3 separate regions of the Sus scrofa genome follow, and regions 1 and 3 are each linked to region 2. A link is a contact called in public Hi-C data. All regions are on one chromosome and are shown on one strand. Each heading gives the region's core, a stretch centred on a gene start, on an enhancer-like site or on the middle of the called end of the contact. The rest is flanking DNA. Distances are from core to core; before and after follow the strand shown. Region 1 has its middle 40 kb from the start of RFPL4B. Region 2 overlaps LAMA4 (laminin subunit alpha-4). Region 3 holds the start of LAMA4 (laminin subunit alpha-4).

Region 1 (4,362 bases), core at 261-2,760, 120 kb before region 2:
CTCAAGACATTCTAACCTGTAGCCACAGACAGCTACACTTAAGCTCCCTGTGCCTTCAGAAAGATCAAGCTGGAGATCATCTTAAGTAAACATTTATTTTTACTTAAGGTCTATACAAGCAAAGGGAGATAGACTGTTTCACCATTAGCTAAAGCATTTGGTTCATCTCCAAGGAACAAACCAAGATCCTTTGCAGACATGTTTAGAGGTAGGACACTGAGCATTTACTTAAATCTTCAAGTTACTGAATATTTATGCAATCTTTCATTTTACTGGGGATTAGAGAGTCTGCCTACATGGAAATACAACTCTGAGAAAGCCAGGCCAGAGCTATGACCAGGAGGTCCATAAATACCACTGGGTCAAATGAAGGTGCTTTAGAGGCAATTCAAGTCAAACATTACTTCAGCAAACAAGTATTTGGTGAGCACCTGCTCTGTGCTGAGCTCTGTGCAGGGGTTGTAAATCATGACTCAGTATAACTTCTCTGTGAGCCAGAAGGATTTTCTATTTACTTTCCTCTAAAGGCACAATGCAGAGATGTTGTGGTTTGGCCAAACTCTCAATGCTTTGTTCATCCTTGTTATTGCACTGATCCATGCTGCTAGGTCCAAGATCTTTGGTGCTTTCCAGATGGGATGTTGGCTTTCCCTCTTTTGATATAATCCATTTTGAGCTGGCACCAGCTTGGAAATCCTTGCTTGCCTCACTTAATTGAAATGTTAGTCCAGTTCCCTATCTAGGTTTGTTTTTGTTTGTTTGTTTAGGTTTTTTTTTTTTTTTTGTAAATAATGGAGGAAAGGAAAAAAAGCAGGAAGAAAGGGAAGCTAAGGTTAATTCTAGCCCCTTGGTTTATAGTCTTAATCCATGGCATTCTGAAGTGGATTTAACATGCCCTTCTCCAGATGCTCCATTTTGCATGCTAAGGAGTCCCAAAGAAATGTTCAAGCACCACTACCAAAGTATCTCATTGTGGTCAGATGATGCATTTCCCTTATTTATAAGTGTGTCTTCTTCCCCCTTGACAAGAGGTCAATATTTAATGGATGAATGGAAAAATAAACAAATGTCCAAAGAGGCAAGCTCGGTGTTTTAAGTGCCTGCTCGCAGGAGCTAATGACCCATGACACCTGAGGAAAAAAGACAAAGGCACAAAGAAAAGGTTCAGCAGAGGGGTAGAGCTGCTCAGACACAACATTATTGGCCAGGGGATAATCTCTAGATTTATAACATTTAAAGCATGCAGCAGAAACAATAGAGGCTGTGAAACCTAGATCTTTCCTATGACTTGGAATAATGAAAATTTAACCAACTTCCTTCGTAGAATGAGCTCAGTCCTGTTTAATACAAAGAACCAAGCTATTCTTTCATTAGACATAAGATCAAAAAATAACAACACAGAAAGTAGAAGAGAGAAGATAAGCAGTGGGGAAAGGGAAAGGGAGGTAGGAGGAAGAGAGGAGGAGAGACTGAGAGACACACAGAGAGACGCAGGTGGGGGCAAAGAGAGAGAGACTAATTTCTTCCCCTAGAGCTAACCTGGGGATATAGACTCATTAAATAGAGAGTGTGTCTCTACTTGAGAGATGGCATTAGGCTTGAAATAATGCCACGAATAAGACATCAATTTTCTGCTAGTGCCACTATGAAAAGATGAAGAGTTTCCCATGGTTTGGGGCAGCTTAGTGATAACCAGGAATCTGCAGTCTGTTTGCCAAGTTTATTTCAGAAATGGACAAGGGATGAAATGAAACAAAAAAATTTATGTTCCCCTTTGGTCCCCAGCTGAAACATCAAGCTCCACTGTGAGAGATGAATGCACTCTCGTTCCCTGGAGTGTTCTGTTCTCAAGAATAAGTGCTTGCCTGCTCCAGGAGAACGGTATTTGGTAGAAAATGCAACTGTGTGTAATCCAACTAATGGACATCATTACAATGTCTGTGTTTCACTTTAAAATACTTCAGTACAAACAGCGAGTGTTAAAGTAAAGCCTTAGGCGTAGCGCGTTGTCCTAAGCAGAAATTCCTACCACCGGGATTGTCAGTAAGCTACTTAGTGGTTAAGTGTAAATCCACACTCCAGAGGAGGCTAGAACAAGCCTCCTTTTCTCCAGCCACACCAGAGACTTAGGAAATTAGTGTAATGAATATTAGGAATGGGCTTTCAGTGGTGAAACTAATGGCAACCTAGATATACAGAGAAGATGAAATAAGTTTCAAGAGACTCTCCGCCTATAATAAAAACTTAACCTGATCTGTAGACTGTTGCCCTGTGTCCTATATCAGCTGAAAGTTCACAAGACTTCTGTTTGCCTGACATAACCTATTGGGATAACAGAATCCTGCCACCAGGAAATCAGTGTGTCTGCCTCAATTAAACCTTCCATGTGATGGGTAGTTAAACCACTTAACGTCAGAGAGCTAGGACCTCCTCAGCCTTAAAGAGTAGGATAAGCTGGCCTGGACCTGCTTAGTAATAAATGTCAATGATCATCTATATGTGACTCAAAATTTTGTTTGAGAATTTCTTTTTTTTTTTTTTTTTATTTTCCCACTGTACAGCAAGGGGGTCAGGTTATCCTTACATGTATACATTACAATTACATTTTTCCCCCACCCTTTCTTCTGTTGCAATATGAGTATCTAGACAAAGTTCTCAATGCTATTCAGCAGGATCTCCTTGTAAATTTCTTTCATCATCGCTTCATATCAAGGTGATGAGAAAAGAGCATCAAACCGTGGGAATCTCCTATTATCTACCAAAACTAATTTAAGAGTTGGGCATTTCCAAAATGGCCTGGCTCAATCTGCTATAGACAATCAAGTTGAACAGTAAGAGCTGCTGCTGCTTTCAAATTTGTCTCAGATATGGTATGTTCAGCTCAAAGAGAGTTCCCTGGAGCAGCAGGCTGCTCAGCCTGAATGGTAACAATTCTGGCTGCTTATTATGGAGACTATCCCTGCTGTGACTTTGGCCTAACCCTCATGGTTGCTGAAATGAGTTGCCTCATGCCACAATGGCCAGTTGGTTCCCAGTAATGAACATTGCTTTCAGCACTTCAAGGCTGCTTTTATTTCCTATACTACAAGATTTATATGGCCAATCTCTCTCTCTCCCCCGCCCACCTCTCCCTTTCTGTCTCTCTCTCTCCATATGTATACATACATGTACCTAGGATATTAATGGGGAAGATTAGGAATAATGAGGGAGATCAGTGTACATTTTAGACAGAATGTATCCCACCATAATGAGCACTGGCTCCCAAGAATGACAAACGTGCAATTAACAGTTCAATATTAAACCATTTTAAACACACAGCAGCAACATAGCTTGTGTTCAACAAATAAATTCTTAGCTGAGACTGAATAGTAACTTTGAAAGAGAAATAATCCAGAGTGTTTGATTCAAAATTTGGAAGGTTCAATGAGGGCACACAGGCTCATCACAACTAACATTTTTTTTTTTTTTTTTTTTGTCTTTTTGTCTTTTCTAGGGCCACATCTGTGGCATATGGAGGTTCCCAGGCTAGGAATCAAATCGGAGCTGTAGCTGCTGGCCTACACCACAGCCATAGCAAATTGGGATCCAAGCTGCATCTGCAACCTACACCACAGCTCATGGCAATGCCAGATCCTTAACCCACTGAGCGAGGCCAGGGATCAAACCCGCAACCTCATGGATCCCAGTTGGATTCGTTAACCATTGAGCCATGACAGGAACTCCACAACTAACGCTTTTAAGCATGTTTCCTTAGAGGGTCTCATTTTACCAAGAGTTTTCATTTCTTAATTTCTAAAGCATTGCTCTGCTCACTTAGCAGTGCTTGATTAGCAGATGAGTAATTGAAGAATAAAAATTCCTGGAAAAAAAAAAAAAAGGAGTTCCCGTCATGGCTAAGTGGTTAACGAATCCGACTAGGAACCATGAGGTTGCGGGTTCGATCCCTGGCCTTGCTCAGTGGGTTAACGATCCGGCGTTGCCATGAGCTGTGGTGTAGGTCGCAGACACGGCTCGGATCCTGTGTTGCTGTGGCTCTGGCGTAGGCCAGCAGCTACAGCTCTGATTAGACCCCTAGCCTGGGAACCTCCATATACCATGGGAACAGCCCAAGAAATGGCAAAAAACAACAACAACAACAAAAAAAAAATCCTGGAGTTCCCGTTGTGGCTTAGTGGAAATGAATCCGACTAGCATCCATGAGCTTGTGGGTTCGATTCCTGGCCTCACTCAGTGGGTTAAGAATCTGGCATTGCCATCATGAACTGTGGTGTAGGTCACAGACGCAGCTCAGATCTGGTGTTGCTATGGCTGTGGTGTAAGCTGGCGACTAGAACTCTGAATACCACCCCTAGCTTGGGAACC
Region 2 (4,565 bases), core at 1,872-4,371:
ATTTTTTATTATAGTTGATTTACAATGTTTCTTCAATTTCGATTACACAGCAAAGTGACCCAGTCACACACAGCTCCCTGTGCTGTACAGTAGGGCCCCATTGCCCATTCCAAATGTAACAGAAACTCCAAACTTCCCATCCATTCCACTCCCTCCTCCCTCCCTCTTGGGATTCACACATCTGCTCTCCTTGGCCATGATCTATTTCTGTTTTGTAGATAGGATCATCTCTGCCATAGTTTAGATTCCACAAATAAGTTCTACTGTATGGTATTTGTCTTTCTTTCTGGCTTATTTCACTTAGTATGAGAATCTCTAGTTCCATCCATGTTGCTGCAATGGCACTAGTTTATTTTCTTATGGCTGAGTAGTATTCCATTTGTATATATATACCACATCTTCTTAATCCATTCATCTGTCAGTGGACATTTGTGTTGTGTCCATGTCTTGGCTATTGTGAATAGTGCTGCAGTGAACACAGGGGTGTGCATGTCTTTTTCAAGGAAAGTTTTGTCTGGATATATGCCCAGAAGTGGGATTTCTGGGTCATATGGTAGTGCTATATTTAGTTTTCTGAGGTACCTCCATGCTGTTTTCCATAGTGGTTGTACCAATTTAAATTCCCACCAACAGTGAGGGAGGATTCCCTTTTCTCCACACCCTGTCCAGTATTTTTTACTTGTTGACTTGTTAATCATGGCCATTCTGACTGGTGTGAAGTGGTACCTCATTGTTTTGATTTGCATTTCTCTAATAAACAGTGATGTTGAGCATTTTCAGTGATTTTGGCCATCTGTATGTCTTCTTTGGAGAATTGTCTATTTAGGTCTTCAACTTCTGGTCCTTTTGTATCCTTTATTATTTGCTCTTTGAGGGCAGGAATTTGGTGCATTGACAGATAGTATTTGATTCTCAACTGTTATAATCATTAATGGGTTAATTAGTTATTTCATTTAGCCCATACTTGTGGAGTGGAAAGACCCTCAACTTGGAGTCGCATATGATACTTGAGCCCTGAAGCACTAAACCAGTTGTCCAGCTTCTCCATGTTTGTTTCCTCCTCTGTATAAAGTCAGGGTTAGAGGGTGCTATGAATACAAAACCTTCACATACTTATTCTGTAAAATCATTAGGGTCGAAGTTGGGACTATGACTTCGGAATTTCTTCTGAACCTACCACCAAAAGATGTTCTTGAAACTCAAAGTATATTTCCACTGTGATTGAATTTCTGACTTACAAAAGAGAGACTTTGGTTTTCATCTTATTGAAGACCAGGGGACAACCTATGGTGATCAAACAGTAGCATGAAACAGAGAAAAGGAAGTAACTGTCATCTGGCTTCTGTGAGCTTGGACAAGTCCATTTACTCCCAGACCTCAGGCTTAGCTGCACAGTGAGGTGGCAGATCTGAGCCCCATTTCAGTGAGCCTAAGAGTCTAATATTCTGTTTGTTGAACCACACTACAGGATAAAAAGTCCAGCCATGAATTCCATAGAGGAATGATTTATGCTGGCTTGGGGACATGAGAGCCTATAAATCAGAGGTGCAAAGACATGAGTATGGATGACGAAATTCATTGAACATTTCCTCTAGGAGGTGTCTCTTTGTGGGTTGTGTGGCACTTATATTCATTCTTGTCTTTTTCATAGACCTCAGTTTCTAGATTTCATGGTGTTATGTATAATTATGCTTAACTTTTTTCCTGTTTTTTTTTCAGTGCATGGACTCTGTGTTTTTCCTCTTCCTGCCTCACTGTGCCTTATGCAAAATAGACATGAATTGTCCTTCTGTTGGATGAATTCACTCATTCATTTATAGTAGTGACACTGTGGTCCAGGGTGGAGTGAAAAAAAGAATATCAGGGTCAGAAGGTCAGGAATTTACAGTATAACTTCCTAGTTATGTGAACCTGAAAAATCCAAGTAGCCTCTCAGCCTTAGAATGCAAAAATGTTGAACAGTGATTTTGTTAGGGTCTTGGGATTATAGGTATGATTTTTTTTTCATTTCTCCATTTTTCAGATGTTCTGAATCATGATTCTCTTGCTTTAAATGGGAGCCTTGAAAAAATTGCGGTGTCGTCTTAATACTGGCTGGGTCTTATTGGCTTCCTTGGCAAGTCCTCCCTTCCTGTTCAGTCTCAAGACCAAGGACCTACCCCAAACCCTCCCCACCTCACCCCACTCTGCCACTCCAGCCATGGTCCACTGGCTTCCTTCACGATCACCTTCATCACACTCAGAATCCTTCACCAGATCTCTCTTTTGCTATCTCCTCAGAACTAATTCCTGTGCCTCACCTTCAACCCCATGATGGTGTAACTGCATATTCTTCTCAGCCAGTACCAAAGCATCTTGAGCCCATCTTAGCCAGTCTTCAGCACTAATTTAGGATCCACAGCAGAGAGGCCACAACCAACCAGAAAACATGTACTTTGGCTCATACGGTATTCTTAGAAAGACTGAGCCAACCTTTAAAAGCTGAGCTTTCACATTAAAAACCCAAATTTCAACTTTTTCCTTTTAAATAAGAAGACTTAGCAACACAGATCCTTCATTCCCTCAAAGCTACAATAAGAAAACTGTTGACAAAAGCTAAAAATCAGCTGTCCCTCTTAGATGGAGCCTATGGTCCCATCACTCACAGCAGGACCTCTGCTGGCTCTAGGGCACCTTCTAGACAAAGTAGGGAAAGGAATTTTTTCCTCGGTGCAGAGGCAGCCCCACCCAAAGTGCACATCTTGGCAAGGCCAGCAAAGGCTGGATGGATTTCAGTGTGCGCTCTCACTAAGGGCCAGCTGGCATGACCATAGGCATCAGCAGTGCCCCCACAGCAAAGGCAGTTATGTGCCTAGCCTCTGCAGGCTCATGTATAAACTGTACAGAATCATGGCATCTGGCTCCAATGCCATTTATCTGTGGTTCTCCCAGCTCTGCCCTCTACTTTGTCTGCAAGCTTGCTTTCCCAGTCACAGGATGGCTGCCAGAGCTGAGAGTGCTGCCTGCCCCTTCGTTCACCTGCAGATGGAGAGAATTGCCTTCCCACAACCCTAACAAGAGCCCTGAGCTCTGCTCCATTGAATCACTCCTAAGCCAAGCCATTTTGGCCAGGACAATGCCCGGCATCAATTGGCTCGGGTTTAGGGTATCAGAACAATTCACTAAGGCAAAGTGGAGTGTTTCTCAATAAAGGTATGACTAACATTTGCCCCAGACAATTCTTAGCTGTGCTCTAGTGGCATATCTCATGGCCACATTTAGCATATCTGGTACCAACCATCATGTGCCAGCTCTGCAACGCAGTCACTGGGGTAACCAAAAATTCCCACATACTGGTTATATCCAGATACTCATTCACCCAAAGGTCTAGCCGAACTCAGTAGGCTACAACACGGTGGTGAGGGGTAGTTGCTTAAAAACAAAGTCTGGTTCTATTAGGAAGATGGGAGAGTGAGAATTAATTCTGGAAGAGCAATCCACAAATATTCATCACACTGTCTTCTAGATAGGAAAGAAGATAAAACCATGGATGCTAAGTGTTTAACATGTGATTCCTCTTCAGATGTGCTCCCGGTTACTATGGAAACCCCTTGCTGATTGGAAGCACCTGTAAGAAATGTGACTGCAGTGGAAATTCAGATCCTAACCTGATCTTTGAAGATTGTGATGAGGTCACTGGCCAGTGTAGGAATTGCTTACGCAACACCACTGGATTCAAGTGTGAGCGCTGCGCGCCTGGCTACTATGGGGATGCCAGGAGAGCCAAGAACTGTGCAGGTACAGTGTGTGGTACTGCAGCAGCTGCCTAATCAGCGAATGTATGGTAGGAGCAGCTTCTCTGTTAAGGCTGAATTTAGATAAATTTATCTTGAGGAAATATTGCAAGTACCCCCTTGACACTTTTCCAGCACAGTCTCAGGTATGTGCATCCCATACTTGCAGGGATAGGTATTTTTATCAAGACTAATGTAACTTAGCTCGTGAGTAGAATGAACCATGAGACACTAACACTAGTGAACTGTTGTCTTATATTCTTTATGTCCTTCCAGTTTTGATCAGAGGAGGAAATCAGACTTCTCTAGATTACCTATCATTGACTGAGGACTGAATGAAAGTTTGCAGGTTCACATCAGTTTTCTTATTCTGCAAGCTGTGTCCCTTTTTTCAGTATGTTTGGTAAAATTGACATTTCAATGAAATAGATTAGCAAGCCAGGGATAGTTTAACCATCTCCTAACTTCCTCAAATTATCAGAATAAATATTTCAAAGATAGTATAAGAAATCTTCCCGGTTAGACTTCAGTTAGACTGAAAGGTACAAATTTTATTCAGGATTTCTCCAATCCACTTGCCGGTGGAGCTCTTTAGAAATAAAGTGGCCTTCCTTTAGGACTAGAGGAAGGCTAAGCCTGAATATTCCTTCTTTTATCAGACTTTGAGGGGAAGAAGAGTGAGGAAGAGGTATTGTGCTCTTGTGGCATGCTTCTGTTGGAGATTCTTTCAGTGAAACAGGTCAATCTCACTTGAAGAAACTTTTAGAAGTGAAGAGCTTGAAATTAAAAAGG
Region 3 (4,058 bases), core at 1,122-3,621, 70 kb before region 2:
GTTGCGGGTTCGGTCCCTGCCCTTGCTCAGTAGGTTAGGGATCCGGCGTTGCCATGAGCTGTGGTGTAGTTCGCAGATGCGGCTCGGATCCCGCGTTGCTGTGGCTCTGGTGTAGGCCGGTGGCTGCAGCTCCGATTGGACCCCTGGCCTGGGAATCTCCACAAGCAGTGGGAGCGGCCCAAGAAATAGCAAAAAGACAAAAAATAAATAAATAAATAAAAGACTTTAATTTAAAATAGAATAGTTAGATAGTAAATATTGAGCACTGTCTCTATGCCGGGTTGTGCTAATACTTTATTCACATTATTTCATTTACAACTCATGAGGGGCATCATCATTCCATTTTACAGATGAGGAAATTGACATTCAGAGAGACTAAGTTCTGTCAAGCTCCCAGAACCACTGTAAACAGACCTAGGGTTTGAAGTCTATTTTATTCCATATAAAACCCATGTTCCTGTGTGTTACGCTCTTTTGCTTCAAAAATAATAATAATGTCTGCAGAAAGAAGATGAGGGGAGTTAGAAGCATATTTTTAATCAAAAATTAAAAATTCATAGGTCTTGCATAAATGCACTCCTACCCCCACTGCTCAGGCCTCTTAAAGAATCTAAACTGGTGAGGAAAGATGAAAAGAGACTCTGGGTCAAACAAAAAGTGTAAGACTAATTGACAGTTAAAGAAGAATGGGACATAATCCTTCAGAAAACAAATGTGAATAGCTTTTGCATATTGATGAGGTCTATATCTGAAGTCAGAATATGATGTGTATATTATTATTATTATTATTATTATTATTATTACTACTAAGGTTTTTTTAAAAGCAAAAGTGGGACAGGACATTTAGCATCATTTCTTCCTCTTCGGAGGTTGGCCATCTTGTCTCCCAATATAAGTCTCTTGAAAAATTAACCAAACCCACACATACTTTTTTAAGTTCTTTTACTTAATTTAGTGGGTTAACCAGCTTATTTGGAAGATGATCATAATTGAGCTTAATGGTTCATTGTAACACTGTTTTTATATCTTAAAATGAAAACATTACAGATACTTTAGGATGTATGAAAACTTTTTGCTTCTTCCAGCTTGGCACTTTTGTATCATACCATCTTATTGTTGAAAATCATTGACCTGAGCATCAGATTTACCTGGGTTCTAGTAGCACTTTTACCACACACCCATTACCAAATATGTATAACAATACCTATCTCATAATAGTGAAAATGGAAATAAACAAGATAATTTATGAAAACTTTTTGGCACCTAGAAGGTACTCAAAAAAATGAGGGTGCCATCTCTTCTAACTCTGAATTTGTGACCTTTATTTTGTGAGTTTCCATGTGGAATAGACATGAAAGATAGTTTTGGAAGCAGTGAGGATCAGATTCAGCTTTCTACCAGCTTTTACTTGGGCAAATGCCCTAGTCTCTCAGAACCTCCCTTTCTTCTTCTATAAAAAGGAAATAATAATTCTATTTTTCAAAAATGCTGTGAGGACTACAAATAACACATAAAAAGTATCAGGCATATGGTAGGTGCAAAATAAATGGCTGCTTTGTTTATCCTTGGATAAAATGATTTTTGTCCTTTAAATAGAGCTAATGGATAGGTTTTATTAAAACTTTTTTTTTTTTTTTTTTTTTTTGTTTGATTGTAAGCAATTTCAAACACCCAGAAACTTAAGTGGCATTTTATGGTTATCTCATCTAGTCCTTTTGAAGCCATGTGTGCGTCTCCTGGGAAAGTTTAAGGCTCCTTATGAAGCTAATGACTGCAAAGGTACCTATCAACTGTAGTGGCCATTGACCCATCCATATGGGTACCCCTCATAATTGTAGCTCAACTTGGCTCCAAAGTCTTGGAAGGTTACATGACTTAGACACATGCAGTAGCATGAGATTACAGGCCAAGAGGAAGAGGTTGGGGCTGTGAGCAGTATATTTGACAGGCTCATACACTGCAAGCCTTGTTCCTGGCCCTTTACAAAGCACCTCTTTAGGACGAAAACAAGATGTTCTTTGTCAATAAAAGTTCATGCATTTCAGTAATGAAGTCATTTTCCAGTGCTGCAGTGAAACATATTCTTCTCCCAAGCCCTCTGGGTGAGGACTGTCGGGAGGAAGAGGGTGGCCAGCCAGTCTCCAGGGAAGGTAGGAGCACAAAGAGGGCAGCAGCCTGTCTCTAGAAAAGGAGAAACTTTGTACAAGAAAGTGGGTGCCCTCCCCCCCCTGCCATCTGGGAGCCTCCACCTCCCAGCTCCAGCCAGGAATCCCTTTTACACCCACTTTCCTGCAAACTAGCTGGGCCACATAAAAGATCTACATAAATACAGATAAGACATCCGGCACCTTGGCTAAACAAATAAGAGATGTGAGGAAGCAATCACAAAAGCTGAATATTCATCTGGGACCCTTGAGGGGCCCCAAACTGAAAGGGGAGGGGAGGTCGCGAGGAAAGCCCCGCCAGTAGTGTCAGAAAGGCCTGCTTGGAGGGGGAGGGCCTGGAAGTGAAGGTAAAAAGGGAGCGGTGAGAATGGGTGTGGGAAGGAAGCCAGGGCAGCGTAGCCCTCAGTCGGCCCTCAGTCAGTCAGGGACAGGAGGCGGCCGGCGGCGCTCTCAGGACTCGCCCCAACCCCACCCGCCTTTTGATGCTCAGCTTTAAGCTCCATCCATCTGTACATTCTTCAGCCAGAGCCTCTGGGGAGAGAGAGAGAGAGAAAGTGAGAGAAACAGAGGGGGAAGACAGAAAGAGGGAAGAGGGGGTGGGGACAGGCTCTGGCTTACTCTCTCACTCTCCCTTTTTCTACTAAGTTGCTCCGCGGGCTGACTTGAGTTCCCCCATCTGGATACTGCAGAGGCAGAGAAGGTAAAATAAGCAGGGAGGCACCGCCGCACTACGGGGAGGGACCGGCGAGGACCAACAGTGGCTGAGCCCCTGAAGGAGCCCTGTCGGATGTCAGCGGAGAGATGGCTTTGAGCTCAGCCTGGTGCGCAGTCCTGCCCCTGTGTCTCCTCTGGGGCGCCGCCTGCTCCCGCGCCGCGTCCGGGGACGACAGCGCTTTTCCTTTTGACATTGAAGGGAGTTCAGCGGTCGGCCGACTAGACCCGCCTGAAACCAGCGAGCCCCGCGTGGGTCCAGGAAGCCTGCCTCCTGCTACCCAGGTACAGTGTCCCTGCCATTGTCACCCTGCTGGGGCACCTGTGCCCGGTGCGCTGTATGTACCACACTTGTCTCTCTCTCTTCCCTCTTTCTTCCTTTCCCCATCCGCCTTGAGAATTTCACTGGAACCAGGTCACCTCAGAAACTTGAAATAAAAGTTTCACTTTGTAGGCTGGATTTGGACATAGTGAGTTGAGAGCTGAGGCCTTGGAAAGCATGTCCCTGTTCAAGCTGGCAAAGGACACGTGTCCTGATACTTTAAGTAAGCTAGACTCCTACCTGGAGCTGCAGTGGCACGTCTATGATTTTGTGCCACTTATATGTCTCAGGGAATCATGTTTGTCAAGCCACGCCACTTAAAGTGTGTGCCCTGGCACTAGCTTGCTGCTTCTCTGTGATGTTAGGACAGTGAGAACAATACTACAGGGCCAATCCTTTTGTCACAGATTAAACAGAAGGTCCTTGGAGGGTGAAAGCACTAAAGAAGCTGTTAGGACACTGCAGAGCAGATACCTTAAATAGACAGGAGCCATTATATTCCAGAAACAAGAAGTTGTGGTGAAAGTCAAGCCCCATCCCAAATGTAAAAATGCTGGGGATATGCTGTTAATAATATGCTTATTCAAAGAGCTGCTGTTTGAATCCCTTACAATGACATTTATGTTGAAAGCATAACCAAAGTGTAGAAATTGGGTAAAGGAGGATGAATCCAGAGTAAGTGATTTAAGGGTCCCCTGAGCCGAGATGGACCACAGCATGTCCAGTGCGTGGGAGATACTAAGGAGGAGGAAAATGAAGTCACCTAAGTTCATGGGAAAGGAAAGACCAGTTGACCTAACAACACACACACACACACACACACACACACACACAAAACCCTGTAGCTATGGTTACAGCAG

Evidence for each region. A called contact is a pair of places that touch in the nucleus more often than the background predicts.
Region 1: a Hi-C map of omental adipose tissue shows a contact between it and region 2, with 2.0 times the contacts expected there. The contact joins two enhancer-like sites. A contact is called at or near these places in 19 of 47 Hi-C or Micro-C datasets (adipocytes, alveolar macrophages, embryonic fibroblasts and 11 more) and 1 of 2 datasets of contacts at active chromatin or transcription factors (skeletal muscle).
Region 3: a Hi-C map of subcutaneous adipose tissue shows a contact between it and region 2, with 1.5 times the contacts expected there. The contact joins the promoter of LAMA4 here to the enhancer-like site in region 2. A contact is called at or near these places in 2 of 5 promoter capture datasets (liver and skeletal muscle), 4 of 47 Hi-C or Micro-C datasets (embryonic fibroblasts, heart right ventricle, retroperitoneal adipose tissue and 1 more) and 1 of 2 datasets of contacts at active chromatin or transcription factors (skeletal muscle).

What each region holds. Positions count from the first base shown.
Region 1 is chr1:78,270,264-78,274,625 of Sscrofa11.1, reverse strand. No RefSeq gene overlaps it. Among named protein-coding and RNA genes, the nearest start is that of RFPL4B, 40 kb to the left of the region's middle. Within about 2 kb of position 1,510, at least 12 of the 83 cell types and tissues checked have an H3K27ac peak or open chromatin away from gene starts, as enhancers often do. A contact at or near this core is called in omental adipose tissue, where this site is marked.
Region 2 is chr1:78,152,882-78,157,446 of Sscrofa11.1, reverse strand. It overlaps LAMA4 (laminin subunit alpha-4), which reads left to right. Exons shown (of 41, transcript XM_013992761.2): 6 at 3,563-3,777. Among named protein-coding and RNA genes, the nearest start is that of LAMA4, 69 kb to the left of the region's middle. Within about 2 kb of position 3,121, at least 2 of the 83 cell types and tissues checked have an H3K27ac peak or open chromatin away from gene starts, as enhancers often do. A contact at or near this core is called in omental adipose tissue, where this site is marked.
Region 3 is chr1:78,222,877-78,226,934 of Sscrofa11.1, reverse strand. LAMA4 (laminin subunit alpha-4) reads left to right here and starts at 2,371. Exons shown (of 41, transcript XM_013992761.2): 1 at 2,371-2,512; 2 at 2,811-3,161. The coding sequence starts at 2,967.